Linked DNA regions of Mus musculus: all the other regions are linked to region 2. Evidence: chromatin contacts called from public HiChIP or PLAC-seq and promoter capture Hi-C data. All regions are on one chromosome and are shown on one strand. Each heading gives the region's core, a stretch centred on a gene start, on an enhancer-like site or on the middle of the called end of the contact. The rest is flanking DNA. Distances are from core to core; before and after follow the strand shown.

Region 1 (4,769 bases), core at 877-3,376, 270 kb before region 2:
GCCCATCATGTCATAGCGATGGCCATCGAAGGTGGTATAGTGGGGATCACCCTGGGCACGGCAGACAGCTGTGGACTCTGCCAAACACTTAGCCTTCCCACTCACCATCTGGCAGCGCTGCCCAGGTGCACACTGAATGCCTTGGCAGGATGCCTCTGCTGGGGTGAGCAGAGCTGTGGAGGGAAGAGAGTTGGAGTTAGAAATGTACCTGAGACAGACACCTGCGGCCTCCTACAGTGTGGACTATGCACTGTTGGCTCAAGAACACCCCTTGTACAGGCATGGAAACTGAGGTTTGCAGGCTCACAGAGAAAGCTCCTCTCCCAGGGTTTCTGCTTCCACAGTTCAACACAGCTTGGTCCAGAGCAATGTCAAGTAGTGAAGAAGGACCAGGAGCAACTGATGAAACATTAAACTGTTTATAGTTTGATATCCCACCAGGCTAGAAGTTGCCAGAGGATAGGAAATGAAAGATGGAGTCTTTAGCAAAATGGAGACAACTGTCGTAGAGGTGACCTTAGTAGAAGTCCTAGCTCAAGCGTCCACCACTGGGCCATTGGAGAGATTATGTTCAGTGCTCTGGCTACGGTGTCCTGTGATATGGGTCTGACAATCACAGTTTCTCCACAGACATTTGAGGGAGACATTGGCATATTTTAACAAGTTAAAGCATAGATTGCTTATAACTGAGCCTATATAATTAATTGCTGTTCCCAGGCTGTGAATTCTGCAGGAAGGCCGTGAGGAATTCTTCCCCACCAGTATTCCTGGGGTCTTCTGTGGCCTCCCGGGTCAACCCTGAAGAAAACGCAGTTGTGGGTCCAGCTACCTAGTTCCTCCCCGTTACAAACCCAGCCCCTGGGCCTTCCTGAGCACCAGTTGAAGTAATTCTCCCTATGCTTCCATGTCCTTCCTAACGTATGCAGCATCCACCTCCGAGCCTTCCTGGCTTTGGCTGCCCCAAAGCCTGAGCACCTTGTACAGGGCTCTTGAACTCAGACACTGCAGGGTCAGACGAGGGACAGAACGGTGTGAGACAGTCCAGGTGGTGACTGTAGATGCCAAAGCAGCATACTCACCTCGAGTAAGGTGCCACTGTTTTTGTTTTTGTTTTTTTTTTTTTTTTTTTTTTGCTGACTGCACTTATGGTTTAGTAACTAAGTATCCCTGGCTGATCTAGAACTCACTCTGTAGATTAGACTGGCCTCAAATGCACAGAGATCCACCTTCCTCTGCCTCCTGGATGCTGGGATAAAACAGCAGCTTGCACCACCATGCCTGGCTGTGGTGATTTATTTTTGATGCTACATTTTCTACTTTTCTGATGAAACTGGTTGGTTAGCCGACTCTTTACATGAAGTCTGAGACCCCACACCCCCTTTAAAGTCCTGTGAGAGCATACACTCTGACCGGATTCAGTTGCTGGTATGATTCCTGTTTTAATAGATCTTGGTGCAAGATGATGAAGGGAAGTTGAGGATCATGGAAGTTTAGACAGAATCACGTAACAATCGAAGCAGGTAGACTCTCAACACTCCAAACATGGAGTGGGGGCTCCCACCTCATTTCTTGCATGTTCTCACTTCCACTGCAGCCTGGGAGGGGCTGGGACAGGGTTTATGAAAGGTTTACAAATGAAAGATGCCGACCCAGGCAGGTCAGTTTCCCATGGTCCAAGGCCCCAGGACGTGGATGAGGTTCAATCTGACTTACCCCATAGGAGGGTTGCTCCAGCCCAGAGTGCCCAACAGCTCCACAGGGATCCCATATCTGCAGCAGGGAGAGATGGAGGCTCAGATAAGGCTGTCCTACTGTCCTGTTGGAGACTGTCATGGAGATCACAAAAGGGGGCAGACCCAGCATAGTGGGTACTTGGAGGCAAGGAAGGCTGGGGTAGGGACAGAAGTTGGGTGGATAGGACCAGGTGTGAGCAGGCTGTGGGGAGCTGTCCAGTGTAGCAGGGAGTGAGCTAGAGGTTTTGAATCCAGGGAAATGGGTGGGAGAACTGGATATTCAGATGCCTTGAGGGGAAAGATAGGAGGTCTAGAAAGAAAGGCAAGAGAGGACAGTATCCATCCTACTTCCGTAGAGAGCCCCATCTCTTCTCACCTGCAGGTCCCGGAGCTGCGGGAACAGGCTGGGGACTGAGCTATATAGTCCCGTTTCTTGTTCCCTCGGGCCACACCATTGGCCATCTTCCAGGCAGATGGTGCCAGCTTCCTGGAGGAGGCTGCTGATATCAGGCCAGAGGGAATAGTGAGTCCTGAAGTCTTGTGAAGGGCAAAGGATAAGTCTACAGCCTGTGTTCTGAGATGACTGTGAGATCAGATGGTGGCTGCACCCCAGGAGCTATGGAAAACTCTGGTCTTGAAAGAGTGCTGTCTTTAGAGGGACAGCTGGAGAGTAGTGTGCCAGTGGACTGGGTTCCCTGAGCAAGGTAATGGGGATCGGAGGGTGATGTAGCATTGGTTATGTTTGTTGGCTTCCTGGCCAGATTCCGATCTTTAGTCCTTACTTATAACAATATCTAAAGGTCCATATCCGGGTTCTGGCTCCTTACAGTCCCCATGGGCTGATCCCTGGTCCGAAGCCACCCACATCTTGTTTCTAAATACCAGTGAGTATAGTTTTCTAGGGATGTATAGTCTGAGGCCCTGGCTTTGAGTCTTGTGTAGGGCATGATGTTCCAATCTCAGAAAATTATTTGGTTTGGTATTTGAGATATCCCCTAACCCATCTCTCTCCATGAAGAAGGGACTGGCTAATCTTGGGGTGAATATATGCCTTCCTCTCACCTAATCGAGAATTTTCTTAAGATATGATATGGAACATCAGGGTGCAGAAAAAGTAGCAGAGGGAATTTGAGCTTTCTGGGATATAGTCAGTGACTCCCAAAAGGCCAGTACAAACCATGACATTATTGGTTGAATCTGAAATGTCTTCCCAGGCTATTGTATTTTAACATGTGGTTGTCAGTAACCAGTAACTTTGTGAAGTTGTGGAATAGGAGGTTTCGGACATAAGGCCTCATAAATAGAAGCAAGCTACTAGGGTCAAGCCTCGCAGGTTATACATGTCCCTGCTTCTGTCCTGCTCTGATTCTTGCTTGCTTGAGGTGACCAGCCACCCATGCTCCTGCTTTGGAGGGAGTCACTCCAGCCATGATGCCCCATGATAGACTGTACTCCCTCAAACCATGAGCCAAAAGAATTTCTTCTCTCATTACTTCTCTCAGGTGTTTTATCACAACAAAGATAAATGTTACAGATACAGAAAATTGGTCCAGAGAAGATCAGGTTTTAGTGTAATTAAACCTGACCATGTGGTTCTTGTGCTTGTGGAAGGATTTTGGGGGTGGTAGCTGAGCATATAGGGCTAATGTGATGGAAAAATTTGAAGTTGGCCAAAATGCCAATAGAAATGTGGACAATAGAGACTTGGGACAATAGAGACAATTGGGAATTGGGGTAAAGGCTATTTATGCTCCATTCTGGTAAAGACCCTTGCTACATGCTGCCCAAGAAAAATCGAGTTGAGGTTGAATCTCAAAGTAATGGAGTGATTTGGTAGAGGAATTATCACCGGCTGCTTCTAGCCAGGTATAAAAGGAGAGCAGACGGAGAAAGTGGGGCAGCGAAGTGGAGTACTGTGTAGTTTGGGAACCCAAGAGCATTTAAAACTACAGACAAGGTGAGTGATAACAGATGCAATTGTCCAAAATACCAGTACAACTGAAGAAAACCTTCACACAATGGGGAAGGTGCCTCAAGGAAGACACTCCTCCCACCGACGTTTTCAGGGTATGACGTGAATGGAAAGAATCTTCTTTAAAAAGAGACATGTGCAGAGGAAGGGGTGTCTTGCTCAAAAAATGACCCCTCAGGGGAATGTTTCTCTGTTCAGAGGCACAGGAACTAAGAAGCCACTGTAGCTGTGGTCCAAATGAATTCAGCTGCACCCTGAGTTGGCAGCGGACCTTGGCATCTTGCGCATTAGCGCTGGCTCTGCAGGTGTGCATGGGGACTGAACAGTGAGGTGATTACTAAGGCTTGCACCACCAGAAGAAAGGCTCTATCAGGCTCTATGTAGCAGAGACAGCGTCCATGTGGGGTAGTCCTCATAAGTCAATGCCTGAGGTAGTGGAGCTGAACCCCAAGTTGCAATGGACACTTAGGATGATGGTGGTGGTGCCAGGAGCATTGTATGTATGTCAAGGAAGGCTTCCAGCAGTGACTGGAGACAGTGCTGCAAATGGCAACGCCACGGGGGTCTGACCAAGCCCATAAGAACCAGGGTGGAGCCAATGATGCAATCATATGCTCTGCATTCTAAGCTGTAGCTATGAATATGTTTAATATTCATCCTGATGGTTTTGAGTATGTCTTTTGCTCCAGTCCTTCCTTGTTACCATTTTTCATAGAATGAGAATATTTACTCGATGCCATTGGGTGATGGAAGAATGTAACATTTTATTACTGAAGGGCTCATAGCTAGCAGTGCCTTGAGTCCCAGAGGGGACTGTTGGACTTTTGACTAATACTGCAACTGCTAAGCATTCGGGGACTCTCGGATTATGCATTTTGGCACTTTGCATTATCAGATGGCCATGCCTCTCCTGGGACCAGAGGTGAAGTGTTATAGTATGAATCTGAGACACTCCCCAGCTGACATGTTTAAACACTTCTGTGTAAGGAACTGTTCACGGCTGGAGCAAAAGTGTCTGAATCAAACAACCCAAGGAGGAGAACTGAAGGCTTATTATCACTCAC
Region 2 (4,678 bases), core at 662-3,161:
ATGTTCCCAGGCTGACTTCTGTCACTGTGATGTCATCGACTACATTTATTTCTCAAGCCTCCCCACTCACTCTCTCCCCTCCCACCGCTCACAGCCTCCCACACACAAATTGGAAGCACACAGGAGTCTACACAAAGCCAATCCCCCCCTAACCCAGACAACCCACGGCCAAGGGGGCAGTGTGGGAGTGCAGGGCACAAACATGTCTGCCTTGAACTCCTCCAGAAGAGGCCAGCAGAAGGGACCCATCTTCCACCCTGAGCTCCAGCTCGCCCTGCACCTGGGCCGCTTTTTTTTTTTTTTTTTTGTAGAGACAGGGTTTCTCTGTGTAGCCCTGGCTGTCCTGGAACTCATTCTGTAAACCAGGCTGGCCTGGAACTCAGAAATTCACCTGCCTCTACCTCCCAAGTGCTAGGATCAAAGGTGTGCACCACCACTGCCCAGCAATCGCATTGTTTCTCACACTCCCTTGTCCTGCAGAACACTGAGGGGAATGAACCCAAGATGGCCTCACAGAGCAACAACTAAAGCACACCAGGCCCTTAGGATATGGCGGCATTGCACTAACAGGCTTCACCACAGGCATCCTAAGGTTCCTGACAGGCCTGGAGAGCCTGAGGGGACAGAACCAAGACTTCAACCTGATACCACAGATCCACACCCACTATCAGCCACGGACGGCATTGCTCATCTGGATCTGGCCAGTGTTACCCATTACACACACACACACACACACACACACACACACACACACTCAGAAAATCACTAGCTCTCAAAGATGCCAAATTCAGTGCTATCACTTTCCCAGCTGAAATGGTGAACAGACATAGTCAACCACCTGCAGTTTTCTGCTGCTTTGAGAGGCAGGCCTGTAAAGATAGGATGAGTGATGCCATTGAAATAGGCGCCAATTTAACAGATCGGGATGTAAAAGCCCTAACGCTAACCTCTGGAGACTCCTATCTATAATTTGTTCAGAAAAAGAAGTGATTGTAGAGAGACGATGTCAAGGGATGTCATTGGAAGGATAATGCGAATACTAAGTGGAAAGGGAAGGGACAATGTAAGGGACACAATGGTGGAGGTATCAATTTGCCTGTCCCTCCTTCAGTTACTGACAATTCCATATTCTAAAACTAAAACCTCATTTTCAAACAAAGCACAAGCTCATTCTTTAATCTTTGATGTGCAGCAATAAAGTCCTTATTCTACTTCAGCCCTCCTTTGTAATGGCTGAGGCACGGAGCCTGAATAAGCGCGAGATCCCAGACTATATCTGAGAGCATCCTCAGGGAGCACTTTCTGCTACTCTGTCAACACTCACGTGGCTAGGATAGGGCTCTGGGAAAGTCCTGGGGCTCAACAAGTAGCTGCCTGCTCTCTTAAGCAACCCTGGAGACTCTTCCGGCCTGAAATGCTCCTCCCATGCTCAACTCTGGGCCTCAGGGAAAGCTTCCCTTCAGTGCGGACTCTTCTCTCAGAAGCTTGGTCCTCTGCTTCAGCCCCTGTGGCCAGGGGAGAAAGTAGGAGCAGAGAGCAACAAGCCGGGTGACACTGGGTGACAGAGATAATGCAGAGAGCTCAAAGTGTGCACACTCGGACAGACAGACACACACACACACCACCACCACCACCACCACCACCACCACCTGCAGCAGCACCGTCCCCCCACACATAAATACACAACCACCCCACACCGCGGTCCACATCCACACCCAGCCGGCTGGTTCCCGCCTTACGTGGAGACCGAAGCCAACTAGAGATTTCTTCCTCCGACCAGAAAGATCGGACTTTCCGCATTAGCGGCACCAGGACACCCAGAGCCTATCCACTACTTCTTGCCATGGTGGCCCTGAAAACTACAGCCCTCGCTACCGGAGATCCGAGAAGCCCAGGGCTCCAGAGAGATCCCAGCATGCAACTTGGCCCAGCCCATTTGAGAGCTGCGTCCTGTGGCTTGTGAGAGTTCCCAGGGGGAGGGGGGTACTCCCCGACTTTAAAGGGGAGGCTCCCTCCTGTGATCAAAATAGTTCCGGGTTCTACTAGTAACTGATTTTCTCTCCTGTGGAGCTGACAGACAAACTGAAGTTTTAAAGTTCAAAAGAAGTAAGATCAAATCAGGCTGTAATTGGCTGTATCTTTGCTTGAGACTGAGTGGGATTCCACCTCGCTGTGCTCTGGTGGGGACTATGGTAAATTGGAAAAGACTGAACTAAAGAATTGTTGGGTTTGAACGTGGGTAGTTTAGCGATTTCAGAGAGAAACAGAAGTTCTAGACACTCCCAGGGTTCATTGTCGCTGTGTTGGAGTTCAGGAAGTCGCCACTCAAACCTTATATACATACACCAATCTCAGTTAAGCAAGACTAGTGTATTAAACACGTACCATAATACTGGAGTTCAGGACTGCAAAAAGGACTCGGGAGCCTAATTGTAGTACTGGTCTGCTCTCAGGGTAGGCTTTTTATATGAGAAACCAGGTTCAAACGTTTAAAGGGCAGGGAGGGGAGCTGTTGGCTTCCTAGGCAAAGTATATTTTTAGCAACCTTTAAGCTGATAGGACCTGAGTAAGGTGGGGGGTGGATGGGTGGTGAACTGGGGAATTTCAGAACAGTGAGATAACAGAACATGAGTATTAAAACTTTTTGGCTTATTAGCAGCATTCTTCAATGTCAGCCCCAAAAAAAAAAAAAAAAAAAAAAAAAAAAAAAAAAAAAAAAAAAACACTGAGCTCATATGCAGGTACAGGAAGAGCTGCCCAGTGGTCAGCTTTACTCAAGATATTTTAGACATAACAGTTGCTATTTACCTTTGATTCAATGGGTCCTACATACAGCTTTGTGAAATAAGATAAGCAAACCTCATACAGATCATTGAGAGCACACAGAACAAAACAGGGTATGTGGCCAGCGTGTCCCTGAGCTCAGTCACTTCTCTATGTCAGTGACTGGCAGGCATGTTACAGCAACACTGTGAAATAGCTGGCAGGCATAGAACAGAATGGCTGCAGCTATGCTGGGGAGCAGGGGAGTCAGACCATAGCATCTGTTATCTAGACGGGAGAATGTGAGTGAGAGCCAGATCGGTATGCATCAACAGAGCTGTGCCCATTAGGCAGTCACTTACATCATGTTGGACTGAGTGGATGAAGGACTAGCATGTCCAGGTAGCCTAAACAAAAACATACACGTGTTTTTAGAAAACCCTATTTATTGTAACGTGACACTATTGAACTTTCAAAACTACTTTTGTTGTCTCCTGTATTTACACGAATTTTCCAGAATGTGAGTAAACAAATGTTGACGAGACTAGACCACGCTAGTAATAAAAGTAACCGCAGTAAAATGTAAATTATCTAAACGCCGAAGTATAGGTTTGTCACATTAGATTGAAAAACAAGTCAGACCCAGCCATGTGTTTACTACAGAAAAAATGTTAAAGATAAATACTCCAGCAGATTCAAAGTGACCATCCTCACATAGTCAAAAGGAGACTAAATTTGATTTTAAAGTCGAGGCAGATTTTGGGCCAAAGGACATTGCCAGTGATAATAAAGAGGGCAAGTCAGTCATCAAGTGACAGTAAACATGGCTGGGCGTGGTAGCAATGCCTTCTATCCCAGCAATGGGGAGGCACAGCCAGCTGCATGTCTGTGAGAAGAGGCCACCGAGGGCTACCCAGTGAAACCCTAAGAACTAAAATACACTCAGATTATGGTGGCACATGCCTTTAATCCAAGGCCTAGGGAGGCAGAGCCAGGAGAATGTCTGTGAGTTCAAGGCCAGCCTGGTCTACAGAGTGAGTTACAGGACAACCAGTACTACACAGGAAAACTGTCTCGAAAAACCAAAAACCAAAACCAAAACAAGCAAACTAAAATAAACTCTGAGTATACTCCTAATACCACACCTTTATAACACGAAGACGGGGAAAACATACTAGAACAATAAGAAATAACAACCAAATCCAGTATCGCATACATAAGTTTTCAGCCTCAATAACTGACAGAAGAAATCCAGAAAAGCAACAGAGCAGAGTTGATTTGGACAGCATCATCACCTATGAATGCAAGTGAATAAAAATGGAGACAGTTAAACTTAAATGGAATCAGGGTGACTGTGTGTTCCTGTCCACACACCTGTGGCAGAAATGCTCATCACCTGAAGATGTTTCTGTTTAAAGCTTCCTTTTTTTCATGCTATTTTTTGAAAAATATAAATACCAGCACTTATAAAAAAAATAAAGACTCCATCTATTTTAAGATATCCAACAGGCTGATTACTAATGCAGACACTGTAGGCAAGGAGTCCCCAGCCCAACCCAGGTAACTGCTTCTGCAAAGCTTGGGTTTTGTTTCACTGGCTTTTGGATCACTTATAAAGATGCTTAGCCTTCTGCCATGCCAATGTGTTCTGTCCTCCTTTCTCTCCACAGTGTGATTCTGGTTGGTCTGCTCCATCTCTCCTGTGTCACAGTTCTTTTCTTAGTGCTACCCCTTATCCTTCATGGGGAACAAATTAGGTAATTGGGCTCCCCTTTTCTGTATAGCTGCTGTGTGGAATTTGGGGTAGCTGGATACATAACTAGGGAGATGAATGTGCACCATCAATGTTTCATTAGCTACAAATTCCTGCTGGAATCCCTGCTGGGGTTCTGTCCATCCTCAGTTCTCAGCTCTT
Region 3 (4,837 bases), core at 1,605-4,104, 410 kb before region 2:
ACTGAGCCATGCCCCAACCCCTTACTGGGGGATTCTAGGCAGGGGCTCTACCACTGAGCCACGCCCCCAGCCCCTCACTGGGGGGGTCTAGCCACGCCCCCAGCCCCTCATTGGGGGATTCTAGGCAGGGGCTCTACCACTGAGCCACGCCCCCAGCCCCTCACTGGGGGATTCTAGGCAAGTGTGCTATCATTGACCCACCTTTTGTTTCTTTTTTTTTTCGAGACAGGGTTTCATCGTGTAGCCCTGGCTGTCCTGGAACTCACTTTGTAGACCAGCCTGGCTTTGAACTCAGAAATCTGCCTCTGCCTCCCAAGTGCTGAGATTAAAGGCATTCACCACCACACCGGCTTCACCTTTTCCTTTTTTTTTTTTTTTTTTTTAAGATTTGTTTATTGTATGTAAGTACACTATAGTTGTCTTCAGACACTCCAGAAGAGGGTGCCAGATCTCATTACGGATGGTTGTGAGCCACCATGTGGTTGCTGGGATTTGAACTCAGGACCTCTGGAAGAGCAGTCAGTGCTCTTAACCGCTGAGCCATCTCTCCATCCCCCCACCTTTTCATTCTAAAGTGAAAAGATAACTTACAATAAAAACCTTACAACCGCTATATCTTTTTTTTCTACCGTCAGTCTGGTAAGCACTGTGCATCTGATGGTTGAGCATATTGGCTAGGGAGTCAGAAAACATCCAATTATCGATCACTGGTGGGAGCACCAAGGGGCCAATTAGCTGCATCTGTAAAGTTACAAAGGCAAGCCTTTGGCCCAGGACTGTCACCTCTAGACATCAGGCTACAGAGATTATCAAGAACAAAAAGCCTAAGAAGCTAGTGAGACGAACCGTCAATTTTATGGAAACTTAAAAGACAAACAAAACAAAACAAAACCAGGCGTGGTGGCGCACGCCTTTAATCCCAGCTCTCAGGAGGCAGAGGCAGGCGGATTTCTGAGTTCGAGGCCAGCCTGGTCTACAAAGTGAGTTCCGGGACAGCCAGGGCTATAAAGAGAAACCCTGTCTCGAAAAAACCAAAAAACCCCAAAAAGTAGTAGGTATATAACACCATCAAGTATAAGACTTATTCCACCTTGGGATGGTAGACATGAAAAATGTGTTCAGAACGGAAGCAGTATGTGCCTGCCCACGGGCCCGTTGGTGTGCGCAGGCGCCAACCTACCAGAGGTGGCGCCATACTGCCAGGAGAAACCGATGGGAAAAAGCCCACCGTCCACCAGTATATTCCTGGTTCATAACAGCATAACCACAAAATATAGCCCTAAGGAGTAAATATACTGGTCGGGAAGGTTCTTCACGGTATCTTCATAAGAAATCACAATATCCAAACCAAAATCTGTCAACTCTGCTGAGAAATAAAATGTGTATAAAAAAGGAAACAAGGACGGAAACTGCCTTCAGAGGCTGCATGAGGCATGGGGACAAGGAGAGAAGGACAGAAGACTCTCAATCCTTCATAGTCTTGGGACTTAGGAATAGATTAATTACAAAGCAATGACGGAAAAAAAAAACTTTTGAAAAATGGAAAATAAAATCCCAGAAAATTGGTATGTTTGGAAACACGATTTATCACATACTATATACAATATTTATGTTGTTCGCCATTCACAATGTCTGAGACACAAAATCCCTCTTACACTATACACGCTTGTTGACGCTGACGTGAAGACTTTGCCTGCTCTGACAAGGTCAAGTTCTCCACAGAAACCTCGTCCTAAAACCAGCTTTCTCTTCGAGTCTTCTTCGTCGTGGGCTCTACTACTGGCAATTTTAAGTCTTTACAGTTTTACAAAACCGTCCTTTACTTATTAACGAAGCCACGAGGATGGACCTTTTCCATAACACAAGAAATTTCAACTGATCATAAACTCAAGAAACGGTAGGAGTCTACGATGCTTTCCCTCCCCACCCCCAATTTTCTGACGCTTTTCCTCCCTCTGAGGAAGCGCTGCCTCTCAAGATCCGTTTGATTTCTTAAAACCAAGTTGCAGGATGGGGTTTCACTTGGATGCGGAGGTCTTGGTGCCGTGCCCTCCCCGCAGTCCGACTCTTCACTCTCTGTGGATGAACTTATCGCAACCCAGTTCTTCTATTAGAGGATTGATCACCTCTGATGCAGTCAGGGCTATGGTAAACGTTAAAATGTCAAAATCCACCCTCTGGGGGTTACGCAGGTACTCTATGTCGAAGGCTGCCTCCCTGGCTCGGCAGGCCTCCACGAAGCGCCGCCGGCGCTCCTCCAGCTCCTGGATCCGGCCGGGGGCGATCGGGTAGTTCTCCAGGTAGTGGCGCAGGAACTGCTGGTAATTGATGCCCAAGACGCTGAGGGGGTGGCGGAAGCGCATGTACGGCATCGCCGCCAGGCCGCCCGCCCTGGACCGGGGCCTGCCCTCCGGAGCCTCCTCCTCCAGCGGATCGCCCAGCAGCCGGGCCACCTCTGCCATCCGGGCTTCCCTGGACGCCGCCGCCGCCGCCGGGCCTTCGCGGGCCGCTGCGCCGCCCCGGGGCGCCGCCCCAGGGCCTCCTCGGGCCGCCGCCGCCCTGCCTTCCCGGGCTGCAGCCACCCGGCCTCCCCTGGCAGCCGCCGCCGGGGCTGCGGGGCCTTCCCGGGCCGCCGCCATTGGGCGTCCCCGGGTCTCCCCAGGTCGCGCCGGACCCGGGAGCGCACGCCGCCCGCCGCCTACCTCGGCCTGCGGGAGCCGGCGGTCGCGGCTCGCTGCTCCCGTCTGCGGGGCGCTGCTGACTGCGGGCAGCTGCGACATGTCGGACCGCGGGGTCAGCACCGCTGCTCGCTGAGACCCGGGAAGAACGGGGCCGTGAGGCGCGGGGCGTGCACGCGAGGGCGCGTCCACGAGCGCAATGCGCACGGGTAGGGGGTCGCGTGTCTCGCCGTCTGCGCAGGCGTAGCTCCAACGGCGAAGCCGAGGAGCAGTGCGCACGCGTGTCCTCCGGGCATTTGCTGGCGAGCCTTGAGATTGCTACCTAGCAGTCAGAAGAGCGGTTGCATCCTTTCTGTTGAAGGGGGGGGGTCTCTTTCACATTTCTACCAATCGGTTTAAGTTTCTAAATTTAATTTTAGTTTTAAAATTAGTCTTTAAAGTTTTCTTGCCGGGCGTGGTGGCGCGCGCCTTTAATCCCAGCACTAGGGAGGCAGAGGCAGGCAGATTTCTGAGTTCAAGGCCAGCCTGGACTACAGAGTGAGTTCCAGGACAGCCAGGACTATACAGAGAAACCCTGTCTCGAAAAAACCAAAAAAAAAAAAAAAAAAAACCAAAAAAAAAAACAAAAACAAAAAAAAGTTTTCTTTATTTGTATGTATTTTATTTTATGGGCATGATGGTTTGCTTCCATGTTTATATGTGTACCACATAATACAATGCCAACAGAAGCCAGAAGAGGGCGCTGGATCCTCTGGAACTGGAGTTACGGAAACCCTGCTGGGTGCTGTGATTAAACCTTTACCAGAGTAGCCAGTGCTCTTAACCTTGCAGCCAGGTCTCTGGTCTCTTGGTTGTGTTTTTGAAACAGTTTCACGAAGCTCAGACTGCTAAGGATGGCCTTGAACTCCTGATCTTCCTGCCTCTGCTTCTTGAGTCTAGGATGATAGGCATGTCTCACTATGCCTCGATAGTTAACTAACCTAGTACAGGTTATTATTAACTATACTAACCTATTAACTCTACTATGATTTATCAATTAAAGGCAAAACATAAATAGATAGACTTACAACTGAACCATAAAGGCCAACAAGATGGCTCAGTGGGTAAAGTCACTTTCCCCAAAATCTGATGACTACTTGTGTTCAATCCCAGAAACCCACATGGTGGAAGGAAAAAAATGACACCCAAAAGTTGTTCTCTGAAGTCTTCGTGCGTGCGAACATGTTGAGAAAAGAACGGGACAGTAAGGGAGAGCAGGCGTGTCCTGTGAGTCGGCTGCTCACAGGGCACTCGAGACCTTTGGTGACTGCTCAACATTTTGATGTATACTAGCAGCCACGTCCTTCCCGTCACTTATGTCATTTAGTCAATTATCTGCTTTCCTTTGTGGATTCTTTTAAATATCACTCTTTCCCCAAGTCAGACCCCGAGTTGTGAACACAACTTTTGGAAAGCGAAGCGGCTCTAGCTGTCCAGAGCTTGGCAAACACGGCTCTGGCAGGCCTTGCCCTTCTCTCCTGTTCCCAATGCTTTGCTAAGAAAACTGTAAGATCACATCCTCCTCCTGAAGCTGGCTATCAAGGTCCAGCTATCAAAGCACTGAAGTCCAGCAATCAAAAGCTCCCTTTGCCTATCCAAATCAACCTGTCCAATCAAAATTAAACACCTCATCCTATCACGGGGGTTTCCCTTTGAGCCTTTACTAATTGCCATTTGCAGAATGTGCCGCATCTGTCTCCTCTCTATCCCAGTCCTTTGCCTCATTCTAGAGAAATCCCCCCTCTCTCTTGCTCCCTCCCCCTTGCCTCCTCCTCTATCTCCAGCATTTATCTCTTATTCCCTGCCCTTGTCTCTCTGGGGCAAATAAATCTCTTTTGTAGGAGACCTTGGTCTTGAAGTATCCTGAGCTAATGCTGATCTCTTACAGAAACTGTAGGGCCCCCCCCAACCCCCACCCCATCCCCGCCAGACTGTCTGGTGCTTTCCAGGTGGCATTTAAGTGTCTATGTCTTACTGAGATTGCATAATTCAAGGTCTAACACGGATGCAAACGAAGGGGAATCTGAGGGCATGCTCAGGTAGGATGCATACAATGCCTCTGCTTCTCGCACACTGTAGGAGGAGCTGTCACGAGAGAAGAGCCTGTTGCCATGCTCTTT

Evidence for each region. Promoter capture Hi-C pulls out the DNA fragments that hold promoters and counts their contacts. HiChIP or PLAC-seq counts read pairs in DNA pulled down with a chosen protein or histone mark.
Region 1: a contact with region 2 is called in an H3K27ac HiChIP or PLAC-seq map of embryonic stem cells, with 3 times the contacts expected there. The contact joins the promoter of 9530053A07Rik here to the promoter of Zfp607a in region 2. A contact is called at or near these places in 3 of 39 promoter capture datasets (embryonic stem cells, hippocampal neurons and trophoblast stem cells), 2 of 115 datasets of contacts at active chromatin or transcription factors (both in embryonic stem cells) and 1 of 9 other capture datasets (embryonic stem cells).
Region 3: a contact with region 2 is called in a promoter capture Hi-C map of neural stem cells. The contact joins the promoter of Eid2 here to the promoter of Zfp607a in region 2. A contact is called at or near these places in 2 of 39 promoter capture datasets (hippocampal neurons and neural stem cells) and 3 of 115 datasets of contacts at active chromatin or transcription factors (bone marrow-derived macrophages, microglia and pancreatic cancer cells).

What each region holds. Positions count from the first base shown.
Region 1 is chr7:28,126,823-28,131,591 of GRCm38.p6, reverse strand. It overlaps 9530053A07Rik (RIKEN cDNA 9530053A07 gene), which reads right to left and starts at 2,126. Exons shown (of 20, transcript NM_001164655.1): 1 at 2,110-2,126; 2 at 1,714-1,770; 3 at 1-173. The coding sequence starts at 1,768. It also overlaps the pseudogene Gm21925.
Region 2 is chr7:27,857,818-27,862,495 of GRCm38.p6, reverse strand. It overlaps Zfp607a (zinc finger protein 607A), which reads right to left and starts at 1,911. Exons shown (of 5, transcript NM_001024726.2): 1 at 1,740-1,911.
Region 3 is chr7:28,265,898-28,270,734 of GRCm38.p6, reverse strand. Eid2 (EP300 interacting inhibitor of differentiation 2) reads right to left here and starts at 2,854. Exons shown (of 1, transcript NM_198425.2): 1 at 1,567-2,854. The coding sequence starts at 2,780. The coding sequence ends at 2,070.